Linked DNA regions of Gossypium hirsutum: region 2 is linked to region 1. The links are chromatin contacts, called in public Hi-C maps. All regions are on one chromosome and are shown on one strand. The core of a region is the stretch at or near the end of the contact, and the rest is flanking DNA. Distances in the headings are between cores, read along the strand shown.

The links. A called contact is a pair of places that touch in the nucleus more often than the background predicts.
Region 2: a Hi-C map of leaf shows a contact between it and region 1, with 1.9 times the contacts expected there. The contact joins the promoter of LOC107951804 here to the promoter of LOC107951933 in region 1. A contact is called at or near these places in 3 of 34 Hi-C or Micro-C datasets (leaf and seedling).

What each region holds. Positions count from the first base shown.
Region 1 is chrA02:82,597,935-82,602,809 of Gossypium_hirsutum_v2.1, reverse strand. It overlaps LOC107951933 (serine/threonine protein phosphatase 2A 55 kDa regulatory subunit B beta isoform), which reads right to left and starts at 2,838. Exons shown (of 14, transcript XM_016887119.2): 1 at 2,330-2,838; 2 at 720-823; 3 at 528-626; 4 at 252-371. The coding sequence starts at 2,441.
Region 2 is chrA02:83,526,411-83,531,285 of Gossypium_hirsutum_v2.1, reverse strand. It overlaps LOC107951804 (lysM domain receptor-like kinase 3), which reads right to left and starts at 2,285. Exons shown (of 11, transcript XM_041084987.1): 1 at 1,042-2,285; 2 at 340-417. The coding sequence starts at 1,657.

The sequences.
Region 1 (4,875 bases), core at 1,589-4,088:
ATAAAATGAGAAATATTACCAAGTATGTTTTACTCTTTTCGAAGCATTTGTTAGGAAGTATTTTATAAATCAATCTATCTATGCACCAGAAACTTTGCAGTGGCTTTGCAGAATATATTCCATTAATGAATGAGCATTCTCAAGTACCAGCCACTACTTATTACAAAAAAAGTGATAACATGCACAATCAACAATCAACCTGAAACAAGACAGAGTTAATACAGTAGTTAAAGCACAGATTTCCTTCCTACCTTCCAAAACTTGATGGTTTTATCATTGGTGGAAAGGAGAAAAAGGGCACTATTGGCTGTTTGGCACCATCTGATTTTGTTGATTTTTTCCTCTATTTCCAAGCTCTTGAGGTAGTCAAACTGAAATATCCAAAAGAAAAATGAGATAGCTAAACTGGAAAAAAATTCAGATGAAGTGAAGCAAAAAAACTTAAGCCTAGTGGACTGTAAGTTCTATGGTTGTGCGTGCGTGCGTGTGTGCATGCATCATTGCAGCAAACAGCAATGCGAGAGCACCTCAGGCTCATGGCTCTGGAACTCTGTCTTGTAACGAAACTCAGGGTGCCGACTAATTAGATAATCCATTCTCTCCAGATCCCTTCTTGATACACCATGCTACAATTACAGTAAAATAAGCTATTATAAAATTGCAATCCACGAAAAAAAACAAGGTAATATATGAACAGAAACAATGGTAGCAGAACCTACATCCTTTGTATCTGTCCTCTCAAAGAGAACAACACGGCCCCCACGGTCACCAGTGGCAAGATGATCCCCAGTTTTATCAAATTCAATAGCAGAAATAATATCAACTGCAGGAGCACAAAAAATTTCTTAACAATAGAATTGTACTGCAGTAAGAGCAATAATAAAATTTTATCAAAACTTTGTACATAGAAACTACATTGACTGGAAAAGAGAAAAAGGCACAAATTTATTTTTCTTTCAATGCACACAACTCTTGGTCTCTACTCTCGACATAATTTTTATTTTCCACACGACATCTTTCTCTCTAAGGCAAAAAAGCAGGTTAACATTTGATGAATATAAACTATTTTTGCCACGACATAACAAGAATGATCCACAGCGTTGTAATGCATATTCTCATCGCCCTTGCATCATTATTATTCTACCAAGCTTAGAAAAATGTCATTGTGGCGATAACAAGCTTAATTTGGAGAGACAAGAAGAATAAAAAGAGAGCTACTGAACAGCTAGTGAGAAAGTCCAAGATAGTTCCTTTCCAAAAAACAAAAAAAGAAAAAAATCCTAGCCAGAGACTATGATTAATTGCCTCTCCAGAACTCAAAATAGAATTTTGCAATGATTAGCTATGCTTGAGTTATTGCATATAGAAAATAGTTATCAATTCAACCAGAGTCAACAGAAATGTTTCTGAAAGCTATCCATATCTCACTAATCCAACCCGAACTATTACCATGCATACTTTGATGTTTCTGAAAACCTAAGGCCACTAGTCATCTGTTTCAGTAGCATGCTTCAAAGTTTACCCACATTATACTTACACAGGATTGAATTCAAATTGTTAAGCCAAGTTTCAGTATTGAGTACTAAATTGATCAATAAAAATTTGAAGTAGTATCTAAACAGCCAAATATCTACCAATCACAGAATTATTTCTTTCCTAGCAGCAGCACACAATCTTGCATCAATCAACTCATAATCTAACCCATTTTCTGACTGTCCCACTTACTAAGAAGTTTACCATACCATAACATAACCGATTCATATTAGAAATAAACCACCACCAAATAAAGCTAGGAATCTGAACCCCCATCATATAAATGGTATACCCGTGCCACATCAATGCTGTCATTCATCCATGAGTTATGATTTGTGCCATAAACTCATGAAACATTGTCTATCTCCATCTTAACAAAGTGATAATACCCAGATTCCAATTTCAATTCAAATCTCAAAACTGTTAATCAATTGCCATGCACTAAAACCCCAAAACCAGAAGAAAAGTACATAAATTATTAAAATCAAAACGATTACCAGAAACACACAAAGAAGGCACAACTTTTTGTGCATGCACCATCACTAACTTCACCATCTTCACTTCCACACTATCTTATTTCTAACAAAATACCCAGATATTATTCCAAGCATTATTTGGAACCAAAAGAAAGCAAAAACCTTACAAAAAAAAAAGTCACAATTTCTCATACCCATTAACCTAAACAATAATTACTCAATATCCCATGATCCCAAATAGATCCAAAGCACCAAAATAAACCCTAGTTCTAAAAAGACCTACAAATTACCGATTGGATCCAGAAACAATAATAATTTACCTTCTTGAACTTCTTCTCCAGCGGTTCTTTCACCAAAAACCTGAGAGAATTTCCAATCCAACGGTTGTGGCGGTCCTGCCAGAGCTGCGACCACCTCATCGCCTCCGTGCATTTCTCTCTCTTTCTTTTTTTGGGTTTGCCTTTCTGCCTGTAATTTCACTGTCTAATAATCAATCACGAAAATTGAAAACCAAACGGCCTAGATTCAACCACACTCCCAAAATCAAATTGAAGATCGCATCTTGAGTTAGCTATTTTTGTTCTCTCTTCCTTGTTAAACTCGAAAGGGGTAAAATTTGAAATATTTGTTTCGATTTCTATAATTCAACCATTGACAATAACCCAAAGAAAAACAAACAACAGACACCCAAATTTTCTCCCTCTTCCTGAGAAGAAATATATATTCCTATCTTTTTCTCTTTGCGAAGGAGAATTTTGGATTTTTAGGAATTTTTTTTTTCTTAAAAGGACTGAAATGACTGAGCAGGGAAAATAGAATTCTCTCTCAATAATGCAAGCTTCTTTTTCTCTATTTAATATTTTTTGTGTATATGCTAGCGTTACATACTGTCATGTTTTCCACTTTGACTGTGGGTTTTGATTGAGTGATTCAGTAAAGAGGCGCCGTTTGATCGAGGGAGGACGGGTATTAGTACAAGTGAAATTTTAGGAGTCCAGTGAGTGAGACTTGTGAATTGTTTATTCTCTAATTATACGGTTTCATCGAGCTAAGTTGATTCTTTTGAAGGTTTAAATTTGTCAAAAGTCCTCTATTCTTTCACAATTTAAAATTTAATCCTTGAGATATTTTTTTTGATATTTTCATTGATTTAAAATTCTTGCTCCTTCCATCCAATTTTGCTGTTGAAAAACTTTTATAGTACTTAAAACATTTTATATTCGTTTATCGATTTGGCCCTTAATTTTAAAAATACATAAAACATTCTAAAAAAATTAAGAAATATCTTTTTACATATTTTCAATTAAAAATTATATTTTATAAAATTATGAAATATTAAAAAATATTTAAAATTAAAAAAAATCATTTAATTTAGTTATAATATATATAATTTGAAGTAAATGGCAATATCATTGATTAAAGAAAGCACAAGAGAGTAGCCAGCGAAAAATGGACAATAAAACTAACCCAGACCACCAGGCCCTCCCCTTACACCCATACGCCCATCCTAATATCCATCATTTGTAAAATGTGGAACTGAATCTCAAATATGCAGATGAGCAGAAAATAAAACTACTCTAGTCAACTCGTGAACCCAATTAAAAATCACATAACTAAATTGATTCTTAAGGCTAATACAATCCCCACAAATACACTATATAAATTTCCATAAAAAAATTATTACCTTTGAATTTTGTCAAATGAGGTTTCTCTTCCAATAGCCACCCATTTGATTGCTAAAAGATTAAATAAAAAGAAGAGTTAAGGCATATATGGTTATATACTACATAATTCTCTTTGCAAACTACATTAACCTATAACCCATGGAATGATGTTATGGTCTTTTACATTTGGAGAAGCAAAAACCAATGGTAATTACTAGTTTCTGTCTACCTCATAAATTATATGACATTTACATAACAATAGAAGAATATTATGCTAATCAACAACCATAAAGGGATTGGTAGTAACAACAAACCATTAACATCCTTAAAATTTAGTAACCAGTGACATGAATACCAACAGGTGGCCTGAATTGAAAGGCATAACTTTTTATTTTAAAATTTTTATTTTTGAATGAGTTTCTAATTATTCAGTAATTTTTAATATTATAGAAAAAATATATTTATTGAAAATATAAAAACAAATATTTATCATTCATTTGTTTTACAATATTATGTATTTTTAAATAATAGGGGTTAAATTGATAAAAAAAAAAACTATAAGCTATAAAAGTTATCTTTGCCTTATTTTTCATGATTGTCATGTCTACAACTAAAGGCAAAGTTAGATGGAAGTTCGTAAAAGCATCAAAATTTTTAAATAAAAATATATAGAAAGGGATTTAATGTTTCAAAATTAAACTACATATATTAAAATTTAAATGTTAAATGAGTATAGAAATTTTTATATTTTTCAAAATAAAATATTTATTTTCTAATACTGATTATTTCTTGAAATTTTATATTTTATTTTCTTGAAATTTTTAACATTTAAAATTTAAATGTTAAATGAGTATAGAATTTTTATTTTTTTGAACAGTCATTTCGTTTCGTCGATGAAAAGAAATATGAAGCAGATTGGATTTAAAATATCGTATAAGACATTGATCTAAAATAAAGCCAATGACTTTTACAAGATGAAGAAAACTCGGAGGCTAGTGATCTGAAGCACCAATGTCTAAAGGCAAGGATCTGACAAGCTTTCAACACAACTAACCACGTCAATTTTGGTTTCTTTTTTATTTTACCTGTGCGAGGAGGCACTCCTTTTTTAGGGTGTATTTAGAATTATTTTTTTATTTTAGGTAAGTAATGTATTTAGTATTGTTTTTAAGAAATATTTTTAAGATAAAAGTATTGTTAAA
Region 2 (4,875 bases), core at 1,036-3,535, 930 kb before region 1:
TGAGAAAGAAGCGGCACTAGCAATTCAGAACTTAAACAGAGCTAGAATCCATATCTTGTTATGTAAAACTTAAAATTTTCAATTTTGACATACATCACACTGTGAAGCATGTCGTTTATTTATAGTTGTCAGCTGGTAGTTGGCATTGTACAGCTGACTTCGTTTTGCTTGTTGTACCCATCGAACATGGATGTGGGGATATGACCCGCTAAAGACACATAATAACATGGAAAAATTTAGCATGCCCATGTCAGACACATACATACCCATATTCAACACTCACACTTCAGTCCAAGTAACATGGCTTTACTTCCTTCACTTAGATTTACCAATTCATACCTGAAATTGCATCAGCTGACGGTGCAGGAACAGGTGCTGGGGGGATCTCATTCTCCACATGATACGGTTCACCAGGAACTGCAATATATATAAGCAAGCTATAGTCTAAAACTTTCTGCTATAAGAGGAGAACTAAACAGTAAGTAAATCCAACAAAATTAACAAGAGAAATGTCTATTCTCGGTACGCATTGCCAGTTGCAAACAACACACAAGGCATAATGAAAAAACACCAATTAATAGCCCTGTAATTCAAGGAAATAGATCATAAAGCAAAGACATTTGTCAATTCTAATCACAGCTATAAAACAAGAATATGCATGAACTCATTATTGCTTGCATTAATATGATATTGTTTGCATATCCGAAATCCATGACATTAGCACCTTCCCTCAAAGTTCACATTATGACTTCAGATAGAAACCAAGTAGGCTCCAGTTCCAAGTCCTTAGTATACCTAATTATAAACTATGGGCAAAAATCTTATTTTACCAACTTTGTTAACTCCTGTATTTGCAAAACTTAAAGAGTTCTCAGAAACTATGCAATTATCATCAAAATCATAAATGCCCATCTCTTGAAAAGCAACTCAATATGGATATATCCAAACAAATAGCATTCCTCATGCAAATTCCTAAGAAACCACACACAGAAAATGGTAAAAAGAATAAACAGAAAAAATTAAATGATTTTTTAGGCAAACCTGAATTCAAGGGAATATAGTACAAAGCACCAACAGTGACATTATCAGGATTTGAAATCCCATTAACTTGCTCAATACTATCCATGCTAACCCCAAATCTACTAGCTAAAGATTGCACACTGTCCCCATCTTTCATCACATAACTCATCAAGTAGTTCCACAAACTACTTGAACACCCACAAAACAGCCTCAAAGACACCACAGCTCCAATCCTTGCCGGCCTGCTAACATTTGGAACCATTGCAAGCCTATCATAAGCCTCTAAAATCATGTCATAAACATACCCTTGATTTGATCTCACTGTAAAGGTTGTGTTTGTTGCATAATTCTTGGAGGATGTCAAGCAAGAACAGTTCTTTTTTATGAATATGTAGCCATGGCTGTCCTCTCCTTCAACTGTAATGTCTTGTGGTATCACATCAAACATGCTCTGGATCACTGCTAGACTTTGGTTTCCCTGCGGCTTAAAAGCCAAAAAAGATGTGCATAATCTTGATGTGTCCGTACAATTCATGGGTATTGTAGCAGAAGAAGAATCCAAGGCATTGAGGGTTTGAACAATAAGAAGAAAGATTAATGGTAGAAGAATCACAAATTGTGAAACCTTAGGATCCATTTTTCTTGTTTCTAACAAAAAAAAAAAAAAAGAAAAGATTGAAACTTTGAGCTAAAATTAAGTGCAAAAAATAGATAAAAATAGAGTTTGATCAAACAACTCGGCCTAAAAGGGTTAACACAAAAAAAGTTTAGGACTAGATAGAGAGAAAACTAGATCAAACATAAATTAGACTTGATAAAAGTTTGAGCAAGGTTTAGCTTTTGCTGTAAATGATGAGCAAGAAGTATGAATCTAAAACAAAATCAGACAAAGAGAAGCAAAGGGTCAGTGAAGAAACTAGAGCTAAGTTCACGAAAATCCTGGCTTTTACTATTTCTTTTCCTTGAAGAGGTTAAAGAAAATGGTAGATTTAGATAGATGGTAGTAAAAAAAGAAGATCAAAGAAAATATATTGGAAGATTAGAGGGAAGATGAAAGTGAGATTTTTGCTAAGCAAAAATGGAAGGTGGGGATTTAAGCTTCAAATTTTAAGGAGGTTTGAAGGACACAAGTAGAAAGGAATGAGATGACTCTAAACAGAGCATGTTCGACTGTTTTTATTTTTCTTTTTCTTTTTTCCCTCTGTTGCGGTTGGTAACTCTTAATTCAGTCCTTCACTGTAAAAAGGGAAAGGGAGTCTCAAATACATACAAACAGGAAGCCATCCCCATCCACTTTCATAGCTATTTGCTGCCCCGCCCTGCCCCGCCCTGCCCTGCCCACCTTTCCTTGAATATTTTCGTTTTTTTTTTATTTCTAACAAAGTTTGTCCATTTTAATAAAGTTTAATTATAAAAAATTATAAGTTATTAAAATAATAAAATTATATTTTTTATTATCGTAAAAATATATTATTAAAATTGAATCTTTCTCAAAATTTCAGACTTTGCTCCGGCACACATACATATATTTATATGAATAGAAGATTAATACAATACTCATGATATGTGTTAATTCTTCGATTATATTGATGAAGTTAATTGTTTAATATATTTGTGTTTTATGTTTAAAATTTATTATGATTAAAATTTTAATAATTTATAATAATTTCATTTACATATGAAAATTTATTCTAATAACTGAATTAATGCTTAATTATCTTACTATACCAAGTCAATAAAAAATAAAAATATAAACTAAATCAAATTTATATATTTTAAAAATGAGGATAATATAAAATGCAGTAAAATTTCGAAAAAAATACTTAAATTTCTATGATTCAACTAAAAAGAATAAAAAGTATTTATTAAATTTATTGTCAAATCAACTGAATTTCTTTCATTCAAAGTGCATTTTGCAATTGTCTGCGGAATACTTCAGAAATGGTATTAAAAAATGTAGTACTTTCACTAAATATTTTTAAACCCACTTTTATTCTAAATTAATTTTTAAATTTTAAATTATTCTAATGAAATTCTTAAAGCATCTCGGTTATATTAGTTAGATTCTTTTATTATTAAAATCGTTAATTTAACTATTAAATTATATATTAAATTTTATGTAATATTATTTTAAATAAAATATTATAAAAAAAATATTTTAAAAATCTAATCTTAAAAATTTTCGAATCTTTTATAAAACTTTTATCTTACATTTCTTTTTTTATTATTTACAAGAGACAAATATGATATAACAAAATACATAAATCTCTCTCCCACACAAGAAACACTCAAAAGGATTGGAAGGGTAAATTGGGAAATAAAATTCACGGGGGCATTGAGTGTTGGGAAAAGGATTGGCACAAGTTGTGAAGAGCTGGAATTGAGAAAGATAGTTGGTTGGGCCCCGCAATTAGGCGCCATTTTTATAAGATTGATCGCCGATCATTTCCCAAACTAATCGCCTTACTTACCTCACTTATCCACACTTTCACGTTGTCGAAGTCAATCGTTGCACGTTTCAAACACCTTCGCTTGTAAGGTTTGACTCAATTTGACCATTAATTTGCTATCCTTTCGAATGATTAATATAACCTTCCATTATAATATATTGTTGGTATCATCTATATTCTATATTATAGATAATAAGGTGCTTAAATTCTAATTGTTTAAAAATAAATATTGTCTATTATTTAAATTTCAAAATTAATATTTTCTAAATTGACTTTAATTAAATTTATTTATTATCTTTTAAAGAAGGATAAAAATTGGACATTTGAATATATTTCTAAAGAAGAAAATATAGAAAGAGATCGAACGAGCGACATTTACTTACAATTAATGGTTGTATTTTTTTTTTTAAAGTTTGGTGATAAAACCTTTGAATTTGTTTGACTTCTTTTACCCTCCAATTGCTTAACAAAGATTTTATAATTGAAGTGGGATATTAGTTTTAAAAAGAAATTAAAAAGACCTTTGGCTTCAACTCGATTTTTTGAAGGGAGTGGAATAATCGGGGAGTAAGGTTTGACTTGGTAGGCCCGCACGTGGACAAGCGACAACTGTAAACCCATAATTAACACAAGAAAAAGATAATAATAGTAATAATATAAGGTGGGAGAGACAGAGAGACGTAACCTGGAGCAAACGCCAAAAGATCCCCCACACACAGCCATAAATTAACTTGTTTTCATTTATTAAACTAAGATCCTTTCCTTTTTTGTTTTATTTCTCCAATATTATAAAAATGTATAATGATTTATTTAATTTTTTAATTTTATAAAAAATTTATTTTAACTCTCTATTTTTTTTATCTCTTTTAACTCTTAAACTTGCATTATTCGTCAAATTAATCTAAAATATATTAAAAAATTAACATCAGTTAACTTTACTGACGTGACATACATATACACGTGGCATAACTAGTGTTAACATACATCAACTTTTTTATTCAGTTTGAAGTGATTTAATAAACAACTAAAATTTAAGGACTAAAAGAGACAAAATTAAACAAATGATTAAAATTACATTTTTTTCTTAAGTTGAAAGGTAAAATAAGTCATTATACCTTACAAAAAAAAAAACTTTTGTTGATACAAGATATGATGTTGGAGGTGATTCGCACAATGTGTTGAAAATCACTAGCGTTGATTTAGGAGTATTTAGAGAATTGTTATCAGATTTAGGCAAAAACATCGATAATACAATGGAAAATTTGGCTTTCTTAGTGATGGAGGGAATTTAAATAGAATATGAGCTTAGTGTGAACTCTTTTAGACAAGTATCTTATTGTGTAGAGTTTGTAATAAGGTTATTAAAAATTTCACTAGGATGTGATGGGATTCGATCGAAGAGTTG